Regions from separate parts of the Mus musculus genome. Here regions 1 and 3 are each linked to region 2. A link is a contact called in public Hi-C and promoter capture Hi-C data. All regions are on one chromosome and are shown on one strand. The core of a region is the stretch at or near the end of the contact, and the rest is flanking DNA. Distances in the headings are between cores, read along the strand shown. Region 1 holds the start of Midn (midnolin). Region 2 holds the start of Abhd17a (abhydrolase domain containing 17A). Region 3 holds the start of Rps15 (ribosomal protein S15).

Region 1 (3,825 bases), core at 285-2,784, 440 kb before region 2:
GGCCTAGTATACCTTGTAGTGTGAATCCTTCATATCTTCCCCACCAGAACTCAGGGAGATATCTCCTATGAGGAGGTGTGAGCTTTGGAGCCTGGCCTCAGGACAGGACAGCCTGTGCTGGCTGGGCTGTGTCCTGGGACAGCAGAGCAGTAGGGCGGGACTGAGAACCTGGAGGTTGGGACCTTCCTGGAGGGCAGGGCCTGGACAGATTACTGAGTCTTGGGCTTCATGCTAAGGACAAAGGACCACACAGGAAGAAGAGACAGGAAGCAGGCAGTCTGGGCACCCTGCATTTATTACAGTGGCTTTCAGTCTGAATGGTGTCAGAGCCAGCCCACCTCACCTATCCCTTCCCTGAGGTCCCTCCAGAGGCAAACCCTGCCTCTGACCTCCACACTGCGCAGCTTCAGTTTGTACTTCTGAACAAACTCCTGCTCATCCCTCAAAGTCTCTGGGCCTCCAAGTGTTCTCTGGCCTGACCATGACCCTGGGAGACTGGGAGTGTCTGGCACGCCTGTCTGCTTGGGGGCCCAGCATGCCTGTCCAGAATGATCAGCCAGAGAGGAAGGTGACCTAGGAAGGAACTGGCCTGGGAGGGGCACCCAGGGTGGTGGTGGTGCTCAGACCAGATAAGTGCAAGAGACCGCATACGTGGACAGGAGATGGAAGGTTAGGGAAGTGATGGAGGGTCTGGCCACGCTCAAATGACAAAGGGCTGGCTCCTTGGTCCATAGGTGGGTGAGTGAGTATCCACCCCAAAGGCCAGGGCCAGGGCCAGTATGTGCCGATGCATCTGTGCTGTGAGAACAGATCACACATGCCAGGCTGCAGAAGGCCTTCCTTTGCTTGTCTGGTACTTTGTAATTAACCCAGAGGGGCCTGGAGATACAGACACATTCAGCCAAGCCCACTGATGACCTGAGCTGACTTCTGGGACCCATATGCTGGAGTGAGAACCAACTATGCTATGGTGTAGGGTGCATTAGGGACTGGGCTACTCAGAGGTCACACAGGTGACTGGCCTAGGCAAGGCCAGGGATGGATGAATCGTCACAGAAATGGCCTCTGAGGTCATCGTTAAAGGATGAGGAGGCTAGGCAGCTGTCAGGGGCACCTACTGCCTAGCAGGTGACACTACCCTGTTTTCCTGGACCTAGGCTGCTGACTAAGGAACCCCTTCCCGTTCCGCCCCCCCCTTCCACACGCGGGCGCCCCCAGGCGGAAGCACCAGGCCAACAGGAAAGGGGGCGGAGCAGGGAAGCAGGCCAAACACCCCCCCAATCCTAATGTGAGGTGAACCCCAGTACATGGGGAGGTAGGAGTTACCCAGGTCGGTGACACCCCTGAGGCACTGCTCTGTGGGTGCTGCGAAGCCCTAGGGCCGGTGTCCCTGTCCAGGCCAGCAGGCGGTGGGGTGGGGTGGGGGGGTTAGGGAATGCGTCACCATTGCCCGGCCCCCCGCCCCTTGCCCGCCCAAACTCCACCCCAGGGAAGGCGGCGCGGATAAAGGCTCAGGGGCCGCCCGCCCGGCCCCAGACCGGCACGGCCACCTCTTGCCAGGACCCATACGCAGGTCATCTGGAGCAGTGGTGACCCAGGACCTACGGAGCCGGTGAGTAGGGGCGGGACCGCACGAAACGGAGAGGGGCCCCCACCCGCCGTAAACTTCTCAGGCTGTCCCACTCTTTGTTCTTTGAATCGTCCGCACCTAGTGTGCCTCAGGACCCGGAGCCCTCCAACTTGTGGGGTGGGAGGGGCTGCGCACTATGGGCACCGCCCTGGCGGGACTGCAGCTCACGCCCCCCAACCCCCCCCCCCCCCCCGCACTCAGCCAGTGACCTTGAACTGTTTGTAGACTCAGTTTCCCTTTATGTGCGGTCTTAAGTCTTCTCTGCATTGCTAAGTATAAAGGTTCTCAACGGACCCTCCCCACATGCAGACCCCCAATTCTTGGCGCACCCCTTCCCCAGCCAAGACGCACGGCACTCCTCCCCCGGGACTCGGGCAGCGCTCCCGGGCGGGGACTGCAGAGGGCGCGCCGGGGCTGCTGACTCACCGCTGCCCGAAGCGGGGCGCGCGCGGGCGCAGCCGGGGACGCCGCATCACGTCACGGCTTGGGCGGGCACACCTCGGGAAACGGGCCGACCCGGGATTGGGAGGGGGGGAAGTCAGAAAAAAAAAAACTGAGGGTGAGTTAGGTTAGGACGCGAAGTGGCACTGGTTCGGGAGGGACGGATCTAATCAAAGCCACGTCACCGAGCTGCAGGGCCCTGCCCAAGCTGTGGGTTCCGCCCAAGTTCTCCAATATCATTGCATCCACCCACCCACGGGGGCGGAAGACAGCCCTGTCCTTGAGAGGCCAGCTCGCGACCCTTGACCATGAGGCTCAGGGCTCAAGCGACAGCTTCCGCAGGCTGTAGCTTCCCGGACAGACCCAGCGGGGAGGCGCCACGATTTCCTGTTCCTTATTCGGGAACAATGGCCGGCTCCTAGCCTTTTCTCCCGACCGCTCCCGTTGCGGACTGAAGGGGTTAGGCTCGCGCAGAGGGGCGGGGAGGGGGGGTGCTAAGTCCTAAAACTCGGGTCCGCTACCCTCAGGGCCCGCCCGCCCTTTGTTAAGGTCTTTGGGCCTTATGAATGGCTCTGGGAGCGGGTGGGGGGTCGCGGGGGCTGGTCAGGATCGGCCTCAGCCCAACCCTCTTGGCATCTCCATTGGACGCAGAAGGGACGGGGCGGAGAGAAAGGGAGGGTCTCGCTGCCACGTGGGGTAGCCCCGCGGCGATTCTCATTGGCCCGGTAGCGCGACGGACTGGGCGGTCTGTGTGTTTTGATTGGCCGCCGCCAGGCCGGCGGAGTAAGTAGTGAATGGGAGGGGGCGGTGGTCCCGCCCATTGGAACGTTGATACATGATAACTTTTTTTTTTCTTCGTACTTTCACCCCCAGATCTTGCGAGCGGCGGCTGCGGCTGTTGCTAAGGGAAGGGACGCGCGGGGTAGCACGACCCGAGAGGGATCCAGGCACCGTGCGAACCAGGATAGCTTGCCCCGTTTCTCTAGGACCCTCCCCGTGCCGTACCCAGGTCGCTGTCATCCGCCCTTGAAAACGGATCACAGACCCCACCCCGGGGCGCAACCCAAGGATCCCACACGACCCCGGAGCACCACTCGGATTCTTGATTGCCGGCTCAATTCCTAACGTTGGGACCTTCCCCAAGGGGCGCACGCACTGCTCCTGTCCCTGGGCGCCCGCGGAGCGGAGGAGGACCTTGTTTCGGCGGGGGAGTCCCGGCTAGGATTGGAGGCGACCCGCAGGCCCCCAGTTCTCCAGCGCGCGCCGGGGATGGAGCCGCAGCCCGGCGGTGCCCGGAGCTGCCGGCGCGGGGCCCCCGGCGGCGCCTGCGAGCTGAACACGGCCACGGAGTCGGCCGCACCCATGAGCCTGGCGATCCACAGCACTACGGGGACCCGCTACGACCTGTCGGTGCCCCACGACGAGACCGTGGAAGGGCTGCGCAAAAGGTTGTCCCAACGCCTCAAAGTACCCAAGGAACGCCTGGCGCTGCTTCACAAAGACACGTAGGTAGAGCGCCGCCCCCGCCTGCGCGCCCCCTGGCACCGGGCCGCCCCCTCGGGCCCGGGCCCCGGGCGGGAACAAAGAGCGCGCCGCGCGGGGAAGCAGGGGCAGCCAGACGGGGGGGGGGGGGGGGGATCGGGGGCGCGCCGCGCGCTCTCGGGCGCCCTCTGCTTGGCCTTACTTGCTTGGGCCCCTTCCCCCGCCGGGGTCTGCACAAAGGCAGGAGCACCCTGCGGGGCCCCAGGGTGCAC
Region 2 (3,882 bases), core at 87-2,586:
CTCAGTTTCCTGCCTGTGGCTGTCCCTACGTATGCCAGTATCCTGAGTCTGCCATATGGGGAGGAACTCTCAGTCATGATTCCAGATACTTCTACAGTTAACTAGTTCTCCATCCTGCATGGGGCAGGACCTGGAAGACCCACTTCCACTCAACAACCATGTGCAGGGCAGCCAGAGAAAATAAAGCTGTGGAAGAAAGACATTAAAGACATAAGCCTCTGGGACCTGCCAGTGTTATATGGAGAGGACAGACAGCATGTGGGACCTCATGTCACAGATGGGGCCACTGGGTACTGTAAGCCGGGATTATTCACTCACTGCCACAAAGCCCAAGCATTGTGATCACAGACATAAAACCAGGCCCTGGTGTTACAAGCAACCAAGCTACTGTAAGGGCTCTAGGATGACCTACATATGACTGTCTGCTCTGGCATGCCTCACCGGGCCAGTCATAGTAGGGAGGCAACCCTCTAGGAGCTGAAGAGTTCAAAGAATGTAGGGTTGAGGGAGGTGGCTCAGCAGGTAAAGGCACTTGCTACCAAGTTTGAAAATCCGATTTGGATCAGGGGACCAGCATGGTAGGAGAGGACTGACTTCAGGAAGCTGTCCTCTGCGTGGGCGCACACACGTGAAAAAAAGGAAATAGCTCAGTGACAGAGGACCGCAGAGGTAAACCCGGGCAGCAGGAGAGGATTCGAAAAACTGCAAGGGCTCCCAGGGGAGCAGGGTCTGCTCAAGCTGCACCCTCAGCAAGAGGGTGCTTCAGCAAGAGGGCTTCATCGTGGGGGTGATGAGGAACCATAAAGGAGTCCTGGGCTGCAGAAAGGAAGCCTGCAGTGGGCCCCCGCTGGCAGGAAGACGCCAGGTGAGTGGCAAAGGTGGCCGGTGAATGTCAGCAGACAGATGTAGACAGAGAGGGTGTGGGACAGTGGCCTGGGTCTGCGGCTGGCCCGGGCGTTTCTTGGGGACACAGCCGTGTCCTGAGGAGGTTAAGCGACTGCTCCAGGATCGCTGCACTGGGACATGGGGATGCCAGGGACACGGTGGGTGCGCTGGTCTCACAGCCATCCCCGGAGAGCGCAGGGAGGTCTCGGACGCAGGGCCCCCGCTCGATTCGGCCCCACACCATAAACCGCCGCAGCCCGCGCGCGCCCGCCCGCCTGCACTCACCGCCGCCCGCGCCCGCCGGCCCGGGGGCCGCACTCCATGGCTCCCGGCCGCCCGCCCGTGCGTCCGTCTGTCTGTCCCCCGGGGACCCCGACCCAGCCTCCTGCACCGCCACCACCGCAGCTCCGCCGCGGGCGGAAGTGAGCTTGACCTAACACCGCCCCCGGAAGTGATGCGAGGCGAATGCGCAAGCGAGGAGGCCTCTGGCTGTTTATGGGGGCGGAGCAAAGCGACCGCGAAGCGGATTGGGTAGGTTGTTGTGAGGGCGGTACATGTGCTGGAGGTGGGGCCATGAGAAGGAGGAGTCGGATTTCTGGGCGGGGCTCAAGATGGAAGGCGGGACTTGGTTATGCGGGCGGGGCTTTATATGGGGGCGGGGCCTCAATAGAAGTGAAGGTGAATGGTCTGAAGAAGCTTGGCTGGCGACAAGGTGCCCGGTGAAGAGCGGTCTGGGGGCGGGGCCTGGAATAAAGGCGGAACCGAATGGTCTGGGGGCAGGACCTGGATAGGGTGTGACTTTGACCGGAGTAGGGCTGCGTTCAGAGGATGGGATTTGCATTCCCAGTTGATTGGTTAAATTATCCTTGCCTTCCCCCTCCACCCCATCTGCTCATCCCCTCCGTGAATTCCTGGAAGAGGCAATAAAATGAGTTTCTCTCAGGATCTCAAGACAGGAGCTGGAGAGGTGTTCACCCTTTAAGAACACTACACATCCCAGGACCCACAAGGTGGTTCTCAACCACCTGTAACTCCATTTCCAGGAGAATCTACTCCCATTTCAGGCTTCTTCAGATACCCGACAGACACATAGGCAAAACACCTTTACAACCCAATTTTTTTTATTTTATGTTTATTTATTTATTATATGTAAGTACACTGTAACTGTGTTCAGATACTCCAGAAGAGGGCGTCAGATCTCGTTGTGGATGGTTGTGAGCCACAATATGGTTGCTGGGATTTGAACTCAGAACCTTCGGAAGAGCAGTCGATGCTCTTACCCGCTGAATCATCTCACCAGCACCCTACAACCCAATTTTATTTGTCTGTGTATTTACATTACTGCGCCATGGAGCGCCTGTGGAGGTCAGAAAACAGTTTGTGGGAATCCTCTCTGTTCTACCGAGTGAGTCCCTGAGATTAAACTCAGGTTTTCTGGCAAGAGTCTTTTACCCACTGAGCCATCTCACTGGCCCTCGTTTTGAGTTGAGTGTAGGGGGCAGAGGGTGTTCTTTATCTGTTTATTTTATATGTATGTGTGCTTTGCACTCATGTGTGTGCACAACAAATGTACCCAGGGAGGGGGTGTCAAATTCCCAAGAACTAGAGTTATGGGCAGTTGGGTTGCTGGTGAGCCACTACATGGGTTCTGGGAACCAAACCCAGGTTCTTCACAAAAGCAGTAAATGTTCTTTGTTTCTTGTAGTCTTTCTCTTTGTATCCTTGGTTGTCCTGGAACTCATTCTAGTCCAGGGACTTGAACTCAGAGATCTGCCTACCTCTACCAAATGCTGGGATTAAAGGCATGCACCTTGAATTGCACCCACCTACTGTACATGCTCTCAACCATTGAGCCATTCCTCCAGCATCCCCGACTAGGTTTTTTGTTTTTTTGTATTTTTGGGGTTTTTTTTTGGGGGGGGGGGTTCAAGACAGGGTTTCTCTGTATAGCCCTGGCTGTCCTGGAACTCACTCTGTAGACCAGGCTGGCCTCGAACTCAGAAATCTGCCTGCCTCTGCCTCCCAAGTGCTGGGATTAAAGGCGTGTGCCACCACCGCCCGGCTCCCCGTCTAGTTTTTTAAGACAGGACCTCATGCTATATAGATCAGGCCAGTCTGGAACTCATTGTGTAGTTCTGTTGTAGCCTTCAAATTACTGATGCTAACTCTGTACAGTTAATTGTCCTGCTTCTTGGAAGCCTCACCAAAGAAGACTGCACTGTTGTGTACAGACGGTTTGCCTCTGCGTCCCCGTCCCCCGTCCCCCACCCCCCCCACCCGCGCTGCAAAAGCTCCCATCTTCCCGCCCTTCCGAGCCAGCTGTGTAGGCAGCTGGTTTCTGTGCTGCATTCCCTCCCTGGCCGCTCTGAGGAAACCCAGCCTGGCATTAGAATGGCACTGCTCATAAACCCCCCCCCCCCTTAATGAAAACACCCCGAGGAGCCATATGCTAACTTGAGACAGCCTCCCTGCCTCTGCGTCACAAAAACTAGCTCTCCCTCTGATAAATGAGTGAACTATTCAGATACCTGTCCTTGGGACCTTAACAAACTCAGCCCAGTGGCACATACACCTTTCATCCCAGCACTTGGGAGGTAGAGGCAGGCAGATTTCTAAATTCGAGGCCAGCCTGGTCTACAGAGTGAGTTTCAAGACAGCCAGGACTGCACAGAGAAACTTTGTCTCGAAAATCAAAACAGGAAAGAAAGGAAAGAAAAAAGAAACAAAACAAAAAAGTAACAAATTCAAGATTAAGGGTCCAGGTTTAAATCATATAGAAAAGTTAATCGGAGGTCACAGACAGTTATGGCTGGACATAAAAAAATTAGTTCCGGGTGCTCAGTGGGTAAGAGTACCCGACTGCTCTTCCGAAGGTCCAGAGTTCAAATCCCAGCAACCACATGGTGGCTCACAACCATCCGTAGCGAGATCTGACTCCCTCTTCTGGAGTGTCTGAAGACAGCTACAGTGTACTTACATATAATAAATAAATAAATC
Region 3 (3,797 bases), core at 376-2,875, 300 kb before region 2:
GGCCTTGAACTCAGAAATCTGCCTGCCTCTGCCTCCCAAGAGCTGGGATTAAAGGTGTGTGCCACCACCGCCCGGCCCAAGGGAGTATTCTCTTTTTTTTTTTTTTTGGTTTTTCGAGACAGGGTTTCTCTGTATAGCCCTGGCTGTCCTGGAACTCACTTTGTAGACCAGGCTGGCCTCAAACTCAGAAATCCACCTGCCTCTGCCTCCAGAGTACTGGAATTAAAGGCGTGCGCCACCATGCCCGGCTTGGTTTTTTCACATGATGTTTCTCTATGCAGCCCTGGCTGTCCTGGCCACTACTGTCCTACCTCTCCTCTCTCTTTAAAGACAGGGATGGTCTTTCTATGCATCCCTGGCTGGCCTGGAATTCACAGACCGCTCTGCCTTCTGTGTGCTACACGTGCCTCTGCTGGACTTTGCTACTTCGTGGGCTTCTTTTTCTTCCATCCTTCTCCACCTTTTTCCTCCTAGCCTTCCAACCCCCAACACTAGATAAGAGAGAAAATGTTGGAGCTGGGCGTGGTGGTGCACACCTTTAATCCCAGCATTTGGGAGGCAGAGGCAGGCGGATTTCTGAGTTCAAGGCCAGCCTGGTCTACAGATTGAGTTCCAGGACAGCCAGGGCTACACAGAGAAACCCTGTCTTGAAAAACAAAACAAAACAAAACAAAAATAGAAAATGCGGCTTCCTTTCCAACATTCATTCATATTCTCTCTCTCTCTCTCTCTCTCTCTCTCTCTCTCTGGTTTTTCGTTTTTTGAGATAGGGTTTCTCTGTGTAGCCCAAGAGCTGGGATTAAAGACAAAGACTTGCCGGGCGTGGTGGCACACGCCTTTAATCCCAGCACTTGGGAGGCAGAGGCAGGTGGATTTCTGAGTTAGAGGCCAGCCTGGTCTACAAAGTGAGTTCCAGGACAGCCAGGGCTATACAGAGAAACCCTGTCTCGAAAAAACAAAACAAAAAAAAGACAAAGACTTGTGCCATCACACCTGGCTTCTATTTTATTATAAAACGAAACACTCACTGGGTCAGGGAGTCTAAAGCCAAGTCCCAGGATGGTGGAAAGAGAGCACTGATCTCTCCAAGTTGTCTTCTAATTAACCACTCACTTTTGAGGTGGTAGGCTCACACATCCCACAAGAAAAGCAGACAGCCTGGAGGTGGTAGCTCACGCCTTTAATCCCAGCACTTGGGATTAGCCTCTGGCCAGCCTGTTCTACAGAGCGAGTTTCAGGACAGCCAGGCCTACACAGAGTCCCTGTCTTGAACCTCCGTCTCCCCCAAAAATGTATGTATATATTTTGCTATTAGGAATCATAATTGTAAATATCTGATATGCAGGATATCTGATATGCCACCTCCAAAGAGGCTGTGACCCACGGGTTGAGAATCACTGCTTGAGACCTTGTACATGAGAGAGGCAGAAACACAGAGACAGAGAAGACAAAGAAAACCAGGGACAGAGAGACAGACACACTAACAAAAACCCCAAAGGGAGCCACGCCCCTCCGGAGGGTAGCGGCGCTTTTGCTCTGGCCTCCGGACAGCGGGGGGCAATGGCGAGTATCCGCAGAGCGGAAGCTGTTGAGCGGTGGAGGCGGGCCCTCCCGGCAGAGCTCGCGATAACTGCGCAAGCGCAGCCCGTACTTCCTTTTCCGAGTAACCGCCAAGATGGTGAGTATTCGTGCACGGCGGTCTGTGCTCCCGGGTATCCGTCGCCATCCTCCCGGGGCCCTTTCGCAAGACTCTGGACTCGCTGCCTGGGGATGTAGCGATGTGCTCGGGTGCCCGGAGACTGCGGATGGCGGGTGCGGAAGGGCCCGGATGGCTGCGGGCGGCCGCGGGGCTGTGTGTCCCCTCGCCCGTCCGCCGTAGCTTAGAGGAGCGCGGCTCGCGCAGCTCAGGTCCCTGGGCTCCCGGGTAAGGTTGCCGAGCCCCTGCTAACCCCGACTCGCGCTCACGCAGGCCGAAGTGGAGCAGAAGAAGAAGCGCACCTTCCGCAAGTTCACCTACCGTGGCGTAGACCTCGACCAACTGCTCGACATGTCCTAGTAAGAGGCCCCGTCACCTTAGTCCCGCCGGGTCGCTGGCCCGTTTGTACATTTTCCTTTTCTGTGGGTGGTGCTGGAAATAGAGCCAGAACCTTTGCACATGTCACATGGGAGAGGCAAGGAAGGGTCTCGAGTGCCGGGCAATGGTGGCGCACGACTTAATCCCAGCACTTGGGAGGCAGAGGCAGGGGAATTCTGAGTTCGAGGCCAGCCTGGTCTGCAGAGCGAGTTCCAGGACAGCCAGGGCTACACAGAGAAACTCTTGAGTCGGAAAAAAAAAAAGGGACCCGTGTAGCCCAGGCTCTCCTCGAACTCCTGATCCTCTCAACCTCCCTAATGTTTGGGTCACCATCACGGTGCAGAGCATCAAACTCGGGGCGTCCTAGCCTCCTAGGCAAGCGCTCTAGATTGTGACCTCAACTCGGCCCCTGCTACAGTTGTGCAGTGTTCGACAGTCTTATGTAGACAGAACTACCTTGCCTCAGTCTCCCGCTGACTGGGCTCACAGGCCTCCCTGTGACCTTGGGGAAAATCAACCACGGATAGGTAATTTGTCTGGGTGGGCTGTCAAAGGAAAAGGTTTGATCTCGGCTTACGTCACTGCCTGTGGAAGCTGGTGGATTCATTTTAGAGGGTTGTGCCCTGAAGGTTGACGGCAGTGCTATGGAGGACTTGTCTTTAGTGAGCTCCCGGCATGTTCCTTTCTGGGTGTGAAAGAAATGGAGCAGTGCTGGCGCAGCATGCTGTCCCCGGGTCTCCAAACCACCCCCTTCTCCCACAGTGAGCAACTGATGCAGCTGTACAGCGCCCGCCAGAGGAGGCGCCTGAACCGTGGTCTTCGGCGGAAGCAACACTCACTGCTCAAGCGCTTGAGAAAGGCCAAAAAGGAGGCACCACCCATGGAGAAGCCTGAGGTGGTGAAGACGCACCTGAGGGACATGATCATCCTGCCGGAGATGGTGGGTAGCATGGTGGGCGTGTACAACGGCAAGACCTTCAACCAGGTGGAGATCAAAGTGAGTTGTGGTCCGGGAGTGGCTGGGTGGGTGGCTTTTCTCTGTGCCAAAGCTGCTCACACCACTCTGCTTCCTCCTCTCAACCTGCAGCCAGAGATGATCGGCCACTACCTGGGCGAGTTCTCCATCACCTACAAACCCGTGAAGCACGGCCGGCCCGGGATCGGTGCCACCCACTCCTCCCGATTCATCCCCCTCAAGTAGCCGAGGCCAATAAAGACTGGTTTTGGTCCCTGGATTCTGGGTTTTTGTTTTTTTTCTGGGGATTGGGTTGGTCCCTGTGTGTGGAACCTGGAGCCTTTTGGGTGGCTGTCACAGTCCACCAGAATGAAGGTGAACAGTTACATGTAAGGGGCTCACGTCCATGTCCACGTCATCTCTGCTGCAGTCTCCGCTTTCAAGCTGCCCAGCATGCACGGCAGAGCTGAGCATCAGGAAGGGCAAGGGGCTGCTCCCTGGGTTTGGGTCTTGGGGGGGGGAACTGCAGTGACAGTGGACACACAAGGGGACCTGCTGCAGCCTGCGTAAGGGTGCTTCTTTTACCTGGAGCTTCATTCTGTGACCTGGGATAGCACGTGTTCTGGAAGACCTCAAGCATGTCACCAAAGCCTATGCTGGCAGTGTGACAGGCTTAGCCTCCTACTTGTGGAATGCTGACACAATTGACATCTGCAGTGGAGAGAACCCCTGGCCTGTTTCTAAGGCAGGCTTTCTTTGAGTTCACCA

The links. Hi-C and Micro-C count contacts between places; a contact is called where the count stands out from the background. Capture Hi-C pulls out chosen DNA fragments and counts their contacts.
Region 1: a contact with region 2 is called in a Hi-C map of B cells, with 7 read pairs. The contact joins the promoter of Midn here to the promoter of Abhd17a in region 2. A contact is called at or near these places in 3 of 39 promoter capture datasets (the C10 cell line, liver and pre-B cells), 1 of 484 Hi-C or Micro-C datasets (B cells), 1 of 115 datasets of contacts at active chromatin or transcription factors (pancreatic cancer cells) and 2 of 9 other capture datasets (adipose tissue and liver).
Region 3: a promoter capture Hi-C map of adipose tissue shows a contact between it and region 2. The contact joins the promoter of Rps15 here to the promoter of Abhd17a in region 2. A contact is called at or near these places in 6 of 39 promoter capture datasets (the C10 cell line, cranial neural crest, liver and 2 more), 1 of 115 datasets of contacts at active chromatin or transcription factors (pancreatic cancer cells) and 2 of 9 other capture datasets (adipose tissue and liver).

What each region holds. Positions count from the first base shown.
Region 1 is chr10:80,146,738-80,150,562 of GRCm38.p6, forward strand. It overlaps Midn (midnolin), which reads left to right and starts at 1,535. Exons shown (of 9, transcript NM_021565.2): 1 at 1,535-1,612; 2 at 2,945-3,576. The coding sequence starts at 3,341.
Region 2 is chr10:80,589,005-80,592,886 of GRCm38.p6, forward strand. Abhd17a (abhydrolase domain containing 17A) reads right to left here and starts at 1,337. Exons shown (of 5, transcript NM_145421.2): 1 at 1,171-1,337.
Region 3 is chr10:80,290,806-80,294,602 of GRCm38.p6, forward strand. It overlaps Rps15 (ribosomal protein S15), which reads left to right and starts at 1,626. Exons shown (of 4, transcript NM_009091.2): 1 at 1,626-1,678; 2 at 1,970-2,055; 3 at 2,837-3,071; 4 at 3,162-3,309. The coding sequence starts at 1,676. The coding sequence ends at 3,275. It overlaps Gm30682 (a long non-coding RNA gene), which reads right to left. Exons shown (of 3, transcript XR_871874.3): 3 at 3,330-3,797.